Regions from separate parts of the Mus musculus genome. Here region 2 is linked to region 1. Evidence: chromatin contacts called from public Hi-C data. All regions are on one chromosome and are shown on one strand. The core of a region is the stretch at or near the end of the contact, and the rest is flanking DNA. Distances in the headings are between cores, read along the strand shown.

Region 1 (5,141 bases), core at 1,802-4,301:
CTTGTGGTCATGTCCATACATGCATGCTTTTTCTTGTCAGATCCCAGGGCCCCTACGTTGGATGGATGGTTCCATTTTGCCCAAAGCTGCAGTTTCAGTCCCCTGTCCTTTAGAGCAGGTCTCCAGGCAGCACGGGAAATGGTATTCTGGGTGACGACTCCAATACGGCGAGCTTGACACCCAATCAGAGATAATGACTTGGTTTCTTTTCCCAACCCTCATGTCCCCGTCCTTAGAGAAGTATGGTTGGCTTTCTCGGTAATGTTTTACGAATAACTTCCCGTGCCACTGGTTATAGATTTGCACCGTTTCTAATGGCTTCATGGCATGGTGATTGTAGTGGCTATTCCTGGTTGTCAATTTGACTATATTTGGAATGAACTACAATCCAGAATTGGAAGGCTCACCAGTGACCCTTATCTGGAGGCTTGGAGATAGAAGTTTCTGATCTGGATCTTGGTATGGAGATCTTTTTTTTTTTTTTTTTTTTGGTTTTTCGAGACAGGGTTTCTCTTTATAGCTCTGGCTGTCCTGGAACTCACTTTATAGACCAGGCTGGCCTCGAACTCAGAAATCCGCCTGCCTCTGCCTCCCGAGTGCTGGGGCTAAAGGCGTGCGCCACCATGCCCGGCCTGGTATGGAGATCTTGAGGCCTAGTGGCTATGGATTCCAGAAGATTAAATCTCCGAGTTTAAGGTCATCTGGGATTAAAGATGTGGTGGAACACATCTTTAATCTGGGCTACACCTTTCATCTGGGATTAAGAGGTGTGGTGGAACACACCTTTAATCTGGGCTACACCTTTCATCTGGGATTAAGAGGTGTGGTGGAACACACCTTTAATCTGGGCTACACCTTCTGCTGGAGACAATATAAGGACATTGGAAGAAGGGAGTCTTGCTCTTGCTCTCTTGCCTGCTTGCCGTGTGTGACTGAGCTAGATCCTTGGACTCCCATTCACAGCTACTACTGAACCATTGTTGGGAATTCGGCTGCAGACTGTAAGTCATTAATAAATTCCTTTACTATATAGAGACTATCCATAAGTTCTGTGACTCTAGAGAACCCTAACTAATATATATTGGTGTACGACAGTTAGGGTATTTATAGTGTCAGAGTCAGGATGTCTTTGGAAATGTAACGTAGCCATTATGTATGCACTTGGAAAAGTGCGTTTAGAGAAAGAGAGACATGGGGTTTGGATTTGACTGTGGAGCACAGTGGGGCCCACACAGTGGCCTTTGAACCTGTTTCTGCAGCCTTCTGAAATCATCAGGTGATTTAAACACTCTGGGCGCTTTCTTGTGGATAAAGTATTGCACCTCAGGACTTGGGGGGTGGGGATGGGGTGACGGTGGTAGCTTCAGGAACATGCACCAGCACTTAGTGCTGAGCATGGGGAATCCTTGTCATTAAAGAGCGACCTCAGCAGCCACTGATGCCTGCAGTTCTCAAACTGGACTGATCTTCAAAGGCACCAGGAAGCTTTAAAACAACAGACTGCTTGTTTAGCATGAACAAGGCCCTAGGTTCAATATCTTCCCCCATATATACACACTTATTTATATATGGATATTTATTTATTCATGGGTCTGGGAAGATGGCTCAGCAATTAAAAACAAGGCAGGAGTGAGACTGTCTCAGTAAAACAATTATCCAAATAATGTTGAACGACTGTGTGTGTATATATATAATGTGTATATATATATATATATATTATATATATATATATATATTATATATATATATATATATATATATATATATATGTGAAGAAGCTAGTTTTATGTATCGATTTTCTCCCGTATCCCTGGAAGGGAAAGCAAACGGTCAATAAAGTGGAAGTGCTTTTTAAGACAACACAGCAAGCGGCAGAACAAAGTTATGGATCCGGGTCTCATCTGGCCGCATGCCCTGCGTTTTGCCTGCTCAACAAATACTTATCTGCCCACTGTCTGGCAGGCACAGAATAAAATCTCTGCCCTGTGGAGCTTACCTTCCTGCAGGGAGAGGCTGACAAGCAGAATGTGGTGAATTATACAGCGAGTTAGATGGTGTAAGTGCTGCAGGAGAAGGTGGGAGAGTAAGGGAGAGTAGGTTTGGTTTTGCCCCCGCCCTTAAAATTTGAAATCAAGAATCAGGGCAGGTCTCCTTGAGTAGATAGCATTTGCAGCAAGATGTGGGGGAGGTGAGTTTCTCTGACCGAAGCTGGCCAGCACCATTCAAAAAGCTGTGAAGCCGGTGGTGGTGGCGCACACCTTTAATCCCAGCACTTGGGAGGCAGAGGCAGGCGGATTTCTGAGTTCAAGGCCAGCCTGGTCTACAAAGTGAGTTCCAGGACATCCAGGGCTATACAGAGAAACCCTGTCTCGAAAAACCAAAACCAAAACCAAAAAAAAAAAAAGGCATACTCTTGAAGGGGATAAAAGGGCAAAGGGATCAGGCGAGAGGCAAACACATCAGTAGGAAAGCAAGAAAACAGATTGCGACAGTGGAAACAGTCGTGTGGGACCTTGAGAATAGTCTACGTTTTAGGCGTTTACTCAGAGAAAACGGCAATCTTTGATTAACTTTGTGCGGGTGAAGATGTAGGTTTTGAAAGGAAGAACAAAACGGGCAGTGGTGGCGCACGCCTTTAATCCCAGCACTTGGGAGGCAGAGGCAGGCAGATTTCTGAGTTTGAGGCCAGCCTGGTCTACAAAGTGAGTTCCAGGACAGCCAGGATATACAGAAAAACCTAAAAAAATAAAAAATAAATAAATTAAAAGAAAGAAAAAAGAATGGAAGAACAAGAGGAGACTAGAGCATCAGCTAGGGTTTCGCAGAAAGTTGTTTTGCTGTACTGACTCGGTGACGCTGCAGGGCGGCTCCGACCCAGCAGAGGGCAGCAGGTCTGAAAGCGCGCCTCCTGCGGCCGGGTGCTGTCTTTACTTTCCCGACTTGCTGGAGTGGCAGCGGTCTCAGCCAATAGACGCGCATGTTTATTGAGTGAGGCAGGACAGTCGATGGAACCAGCCAATAGGCATGGACGACGTCGTCTTCGGGTTTCGAGGACCGCCTGGTTCTCCTATAAAAGGCACACGCGGGCATGCGGCCCGTCTCTCGCCAGGCGTCCTCGTTGGAGGTTGGGGGGTTGTTTTGTTGTGGGAGGGCGGCAAGAGCGCGGGGACGTTGCGGGTGGGAGCGATGGGCTCGGGAAGGATCGCGGCCGGGCTCTGCCCGTCCGGTCTACCGCCTGGCTTGTCGGATCGCCCGCGCTGCTGGCGGCCGCAGCCCGGGGCCCAGCTCTGGCGTGGCCGGCTTGGCCTAGGCCTGGGATCGGGGCCGGTGTTGGGGTTACCGGGCTCAAGCTGCCCCCTCTCTCTCCCCAGTGACATCGTCTTTAAACCCCGCGTGGCAATCCCTGACGCACCGCCGTGATGCCCAGGGAAGACAGGGCGACCTGGAAGTCCAACTACTTCCTCAAGATCATCGTAAGTGTGGAGCGGGCCGGGGACGCGCGGCTTCCGCCTCCGGGTCTTCCCGGGGCGGTCGTTGGCCACGCGCTTTAACAGAGTTTGGGCATCCTGGGGAAGTTCTGTAGTCTTGGGATCTCCCCCCCCCCCCCCCGCGTTCCAGAACTAGCTCGCTCACCCAGTTTTTCATCTCGTCGAGCCCTTCGCGTTTGTGCAAAGGGCTGAGACTGGAGTGATTCATCTTGTTGCCCATCTGAGACCTGCCAGTCAGGCTGCTGTTGAGTGACTTAATTACAAAAGGCCTTTGAGGTGGCTTTGAACCAGAGCTACCAGACTTTGTAGGTACCAGTCTGTTTTAGTTAACTTTTCTTTTTTTTTTCCGAGACAGAGACAAAGATTTTTGGGTCTGGTAGTACCTTTTATATTTCACAACCTAAGATCCCCCGACCTCTCTATAATTTGTTTTCTGTGCTTTTTAAGTCTGTCTCTTCCCTGATCAGAGTCACTTTGGTCACCCAGGCACGCCTTATTTAAAAAGTAAAGCTTAAGATTTACTTGAGGCAAGTCTTCCCCCTATAGCTCTGGCTGGCCTCGGATTAGCAATTAAGCCTTACCTGTCTTTACAGGTGTGGCACCACACCCAGCTAAAAGTTAATTTTTGGCTGTGACAGTAATTTTGTGATACTCGTAACCAGCAAGGAAGCTGGATCAGATAAAGACAGACGTTGGGCTCGGGTGGCTGGCTCCTAGCGAGAAGTGTCACACCTAGGGTGAAGCAATGGGGAGGTAGAGGTAGCAGGGTTTCGGGTTTTGCTGGGTATTTTTTGTTTGTTTTCCTCTCAATGTAGTTTTTCCTGGCTTCCTTCATAGCAACTTTTGGATGATTATCCAAAATGCTTCATTGTGGGAGCAGACAACGTGGGCTCCAAGCAGATGCAGCAGATCCGCATGTCGCTCCGAGGGAAGGCCGTGGTGCTGATGGGCAAGAACACCATGATGCGCAAGGCTATCAGGGGCCACCTGGAGAACAACCCAGCTCTGGAGAAACTGCTGCCTCACATCCGGGGGAACGTGGGCTTCGTGTTCACCAAGGAGGACCTCACTGAGATTCGGGATATGCTGTTGGCCAATAAGGTAAGGGGCTGGGACGATGAATGAGGATTTGGCCATTTCGGGGCTTTCACCGATGGAGAGGCATTTCACCGTCGACTACCTCTGTTCTGTTTAGGTGCCAGCTGCTGCTCGGGCTGGTGCCATCGCCCCGTGTGAGGTCACTGTGCCAGCTCAGAACACTGGTCTAGGACCCGAGAAGACCTCCTTCTTCCAGGCTTTGGGCATCACCACGAAAATCTCCAGAGGCACCATTGAAATTCTGGTGAGTAGATGGCCTGCAGTGGTCGGTCCTTTGGGCTGGGCCTCCTGTGTGTCCAGATGATAACTGTCCTGCTGTTCTCTTCCTCAGAGTGATGTGCAGCTGATAAAGACTGGAGACAAGGTGGGAGCCAGCGAGGCCACACTGCTGAACATGCTGAACATCTCCCCCTTCTCCTTCGGGCTGATCATCCAGCAGGTGTTTGACAACGGCAGCATTTATAACCCTGAAGTGCTCGACATCACAGAGCAGGCCCTGCACTCTCGCTTTCTGGAGGTATGTCTGCCCAGCTCCTTCCTCCCATGCTGAGTGTG
Region 2 (5,620 bases), core at 2,851-5,350, 160 kb after region 1:
CAATTCCCAGCACCTGCTCAGCAGCTCACAACAGTCTCTAAGTCCAGTCCCAGGAGACCCGACACCCTGACAGCCGTGAATGCAGGCAAAACCCTCAAGTACATAAAATCAACTCAACTGTTGGGGAAAAGGCTTGAAAGGAGGGGAAGAAACTCCGTGTTTATCTGTTCTAACAGTCACCTTACTTAATTAACATAACCACGAATGGATTTACCTTATCATAGAGCAAGCTGAAAAACACCCTAGGCGGGGGTGGGTAGGTTGGTGTAAGGATCAATTTCAAAACAATTCTCTCACTACCAGAGATATTATCTGATATAAAAAAGTCCAAGTTTCCCTATTTGGGTTAAAATGGCAGAAAAATAAAAAACAAACAAACAAAAAACCCTAACCCCAACCCCACCACCCCCACCACAGGATTGGGCTTTAGTTCAGTGGTGGAGGACTTGCAAGGTCCTAGGTTCAGTTCTCAGCTCCAAAGGGGGCTGGGAACGACAAAATAACGATGAGGACAACAAAAACAAACCCCGTAACACCACAGCAACAAATCCTGAAATCCCATTACAACCATTGGTGCCTTGGAATGCCACCTAACTAGACTAGAAGAATCATAGCCACTCAACTCCAGAAAAATCCAAGTCCAGAATCCTCTCCACCAACCCTGAGGACTGCCTGCCTCTCCAGTCCTTCTCCTAGGCACAGAACTGGCCTGTACATCCCATCTCCCGCAGGAACTAAATGTGCCCCTGTTCCTGAGCTCTGAATGAACATCCAAGCAATAAAAGCAAGACCCTAACTTCCATGTATGGCCCAGAGAAATCTTCCAGGTTTTCTGCTCTGCTGTATATTTGGGACCCACCCATGGAGCGTGGTTACAAGACACAAGGAGATGTCGAGATGGTTGAATCCATCCCAGAGGATGCCTGACAGACTCAGGGTTTATATGCTGCAACGATGCCAGCATTAACTGACAAAGCCATAACTGAGTGACTCATCAGCACATACTGAACACAACCCCTGTCTTTTTTTCCTTAATCAGTATTGTTTATTCCCAAAGAGGTGGCTTATTTTACCTGTATAGTCAACAGGAGTCCCACTGGGAGAGCAAAGGGCTGGGACCACAAACTTCTGCAAGTCATTTAACTTCCCCAAGGCGCTTCCTTTACTAGCAATAGTCTAGTGACTCACAAGCCATGTTTTTCTATAATTATCAGCTAAAAAAAACCAAAAAACTATCTATTTCTCCCACATACACTTTTACATAGAGCCTCAGTATATAAAAGAGAAAAATGCTCAGGGTGAAATTGAACCAGGGGAGATCATCCGACGCTTCAGGCATCCGCACAGTGCTTACTGAGCACTCCTGGAGCTCAGGGGCTCCTGAGAACCACTAATTTAAGCAATGGTTTTCTTAATGATATGATGGAGAGTAGAGTAAATCTGATGAGACGGCCCAACAAACAGAACAAGTAAAGCAATCTTACACTAATGCAAAATAACTGAAAATTAACACACATTTAAATGTATAACTGCAATAGAAACAGATCTTTTAACAGTAACTTAAAATCTAAGGATAAGCATGGTGGCAGGCTTAGTAATGATCCTTGTGGACTTAATTTTGATTTTGAATACTTAATGCAATTTAAATAAGTAGTTACCGATGCAACTGGTTTGTCCACAGCCTACCGACACAATCCTCCCTAGTAACAGAGATCATGGTGAGACAGGCTGCAGGACAGCGTCTCCACAGTGAGGTCAGCTGGCAGCCCAGCTGAGCCCTTCATGGTCTCAGGGTTAAATGGATGTGTGCATGGGTCTCAGAGTCCATGTCTGCTTTTGTAATGTTTTTCAAAGCATTCAAAAATTTAAAAAGTACAGATGTGAAAAGCCACTGGTCCAGATGTTAGATGTTCGTTCTCTTAGCACTCTAAACTGTGTGACATAGCTCTGGTATTGCCCCAGACTCTAAAGAGAAACAGCAAAGATAGGATCCCTATGTCTAAAAATCACCTGCTTTTCTTTTTATGCACATGAACCAATTCAGTATTTTTAATTGAATATTTTATTTGTTTACATTTCAAATGTTATCACCTTTCCCGGTTTCCCCTCTGTAAAAACCCCCTATCCCATCTCCCCTTACCCTGTTTCTATGAAGGTGCTCCTCCACCCACCCACTCCCTCCTCACCGCCCTAGCATTCCTGTACACTAGGGCATCAAGCCTTCACAGGACCTAGGGCCTCCCCTCCCACTGATAATCACCTGCTTTCCTAATGACTGTACTTAGTCACCAAACACAGTTTTGTTTTTCACTGGGGCAGGTATTTTATGACTGAAGCCGATGGCCGGGTGGCACAGATGCCAAAAAACAGCACACAGTTTGCTCTCGGTGCCACTTAATTCTCCTCTGCCTGCGAACTTCTTGCCATTTAAACCCAGGTGCCCGGTGCGAAAGGTCGCAGGCTCACAGTGGCCAGGCAGGCACTTAACTGGCTTCACCTTTCTGATCTACTGAATAGTTTACAAGAGACAAGGAAACCCACATCTCATGAAATGCTAGTTTCCCAGGTAAATCTAGCAACACTGTGCTCTCTATCCACACAAAATCATTTGACCCTTGAGCCAAACTCCAAATTTTAGACCTAATATGCTAGAACCTAGGCTCTCTTTTTCGTAAAAAACAAAGTTAGAGCTATATACAGCTACATTCAATAACTTGGAATATTCAGACCCGGCCACACTCTCCCAGTGTAAGTAGTTAAGAACAGGCTTCCACAGTGAAGACAACACTTACCAATAGAAACACCCATATGCTTAAAGAATATGCAATTACCACCTCATGTTTAACTTACTAATTAGCCACGGCAACCCTCGAGAAATGCTGGAACTGACTTCAGAGATGAATACTGCTGTAGGCAAATCTGTTCTCGATTAGCTGTCGTGATCAACACTTTCCGATCATTCTAGAACATCTTTGATATGATGCACAGGAACTGTTAAAATTGAACCTGAGACTCAGAGTCTCTGGAGCTAAGGCAATACAAAACAGCATCCACCAACCAGTATCACCTCAAATGTCCAAGAAATCAGTCCAGGTAGGAATATACATGAAGAGGCGAATTCTTTCTTCCTGACTCTCCATCCCTGAACAGATACAAAAGCCAATTTCAAAGCAGCCGTTAACTGGTATGTGAGACTTCAAATAAGCGTCAAAAACCAGGGCTCCTTGGATTCCTAATGGAAAACCCTGTGCGGTCCTTCCAACCCAGGTGGGGTCGGAGCAGAGGCATTCAAAAGGGATGCCCTGTGCTGTGTGGGCTGCGTAAGGATGGAACCCAGGGCTCCAGGTACGCTGGGCAAACGCTTTATCCTTGCTACACCCCAAACCTACTAAGTTTGTTCTTACATGGGAGGGTGACTGAAAACTGTCATTTTCCTACGCCACAAAACAAAAACAGACAAAAATAAGCAAACAAACAACACCTGCTAATGCAACAGGTGTCTGTTGTTGTGTCTGTTGTTTTATTGTCTTAAGACAGGGTCTCACTGTGTAGCCCAGGCTTAGCTGGAACTCCCTATCTAGACCAGGCTGGCCTTCAACAGGCAGAGAACCACCTGCCTCTGAGTGCTGGTATTAAAGGCAAGTAATACACCAGCTCAAAAAGAACTGGAGCCATTTGGGCCATCGACGATACCTCTGACGAGCAGCTGTTACTCACTGTAAAATGTCCCAAGGGCAAGGCCAGCTATGCATCACCCACACAGAACGACTCCTACAGCAGCCACTGTGTTAAAGACGGAAATCCTGAAAAGGGGACCTGGTAAAGAGCTGTTTCAGGGAATGTACCAGAAGCTGCTAACCTCAAATCAACTGTTCATTTTTCAGAGAAAAATGAAGTCTTTTCAGGAAAGAAAGATTTCTTTTGGCTCGTGTGCCAAGTATGTTTGTTCCGTAGGAGTTCGACAGCAGCAAAAGCTGACCAGGGGTGGCCTCTTCCAGGAGGCAGGAAACAGACAAAGCACCTGCTTGCATCAACTTCCTCCTAGACACCTCACATCTCACAGACAGCAACCCGCAGGAGTAGCTGCTCTTTGTAGGTGTGGGGGTGGGGAGGGGTTAGGGCAAGGGAGTGCTTTGTACTGCACTACCACCAAAAGCACGGGGAAGGAAGGGTTATACAACTGGCTCACAGCTGTAGTCCAGCATGAAGGGAACTCAGGAACTGACGAGAGGACCATGGAGGAACACTATTTCCTTACTGGCTTGCTCAGCTTATTTTATACAACTCAGGAGCACCTGCCTAGGAATAGCACCGCCCACAGTGGGCTGGCCTCTCCCATGCCAATCTTGATTAATGAAGACTGCCTACAGACCAGTTTTAAATCTACCCTGGATTTAATCCCCGAAAATATATAAAAGTAAAAATCTGTAAAACTTGAGAAACTTGAAGCCACCCTCCCTAGCTAGTGACAGCACAGTGCACTTAAAGAACACCCTTCAGAGGCTGAGACCTCGCACACAGAAACTTCAGACCACCCGGCTTCACCTGAACGGCCGAGAGTGGGTCTTCATTTCCATTTCTCCATGACCATCTTTAGACAATCCCTCTGAATATATGTCACCATGCTCCCTCTAGTCCCAAAGGAAACCTTTGAACCACTCTACTGCCTCAGTGAGTCCATGATGACAGCCTCTTTTGGCTTCATGCAGCCGTTGGAACAGCCCTTTCATACACTGTCACAAATCAGCTTTGCACTTTAGATCTTTAGGTATACTTAGATCTGCTCATAGCCAGAGAAACCAGGTGCATGACGGGTCCTGGGTGTGAGAAATTGGGGAGGTGCCTGTATGGTTACAGTGAGAAGAAACAATTTACAGGGTGTGCCCCGTGAAAATGAGCAAAGAGATTACAGCCCTAATGCAGAACAAATGAGAAGGGGAAAGGTGAATTCTCAGGACTTTTACTTTAGTAAGAAGCCATCAGGGCTTCACAGGAAGGAACCGCACAACCTCGATGAGGCAGCCGTCCCCAGGTCACTTCTGCTGCTGCCCCCTCCAAACCACAGACCACCGTGGTCTGTAAGAATGATGAGCACAGCATGGAACTGGGGTGCTCTTTGGTCCATAGTACATGCTCCAGAGAGGGTGGAAGACAGCAGGGATCCACCAAACCAAAGGCCAAGTCTCCCACAGGACTAGAACATTTCTGGTGAAAAGCTAGAATGTTCACTTCCCATATGAGAAGGCTAGCAGCTACTCACCCAGAGAGCCACTGGCCCACAGAGCAGGGAGGCACACCACTGTTCAACTGGAGACCTGCGGGCTGCAAATCCACACCACAGTTCACCACTCTTCTCAGTTCACAGCAGCTTTAGGCATTTCACAATCTCCCCAGTACCTATGAAGACCGCACTAGCTTTTTAAGCAACCACGTCACCACTCTCTTCTAAGGCTCACCAGCCCAAGTACTGACACCCATGGTTGCTCTGACCACTGGGTTTCAAATATATTTTGTGTGAATATGAAATGCCTCACATTATAGCATAGGGGTTAGTCTTCAAAAAAGTATAGTTCTAAACAGGCTATTTAGAACCTATTTAAAATTATTTAATGGCAACCAA

Evidence for each region. Hi-C and Micro-C count contacts between places; a contact is called where the count stands out from the background.
Region 2: a Hi-C map of CD4 T cells shows a contact between it and region 1, with 4 times the contacts expected there. The contact joins the enhancer-like site here to the promoter of Rplp0 in region 1. A contact is called at or near these places in 3 of 484 Hi-C or Micro-C datasets (CD4 T cells, Th1 cells and cerebral cortex), 1 of 115 datasets of contacts at active chromatin or transcription factors (embryonic stem cells) and 1 of 9 other capture datasets (pancreatic islet).

The regions. Positions count from the first base shown.
Region 1 is chr5:115,556,416-115,561,556 of GRCm38.p6, forward strand. It overlaps Rplp0 (ribosomal protein, large, P0), which reads left to right and starts at 3,052. Exons shown (of 7, transcript NM_007475.5): 1 at 3,052-3,124; 2 at 3,372-3,473; 3 at 4,326-4,589; 4 at 4,684-4,830; 5 at 4,918-5,103. The coding sequence starts at 3,420.
Region 2 is chr5:115,712,546-115,718,165 of GRCm38.p6, forward strand. The region is part of intron 2 of Bicdl1 (BICD family like cargo adaptor 1); the gene reads right to left. Among named protein-coding and RNA genes, the nearest start is that of Bicdl1, 16 kb to the right of the region's middle. Within about 2 kb of position 4,101, at least 48 of the 459 cell types and tissues checked have an H3K27ac peak or open chromatin away from gene starts, as enhancers often do. A contact at or near this core is called in Th1 cells, where this site is marked.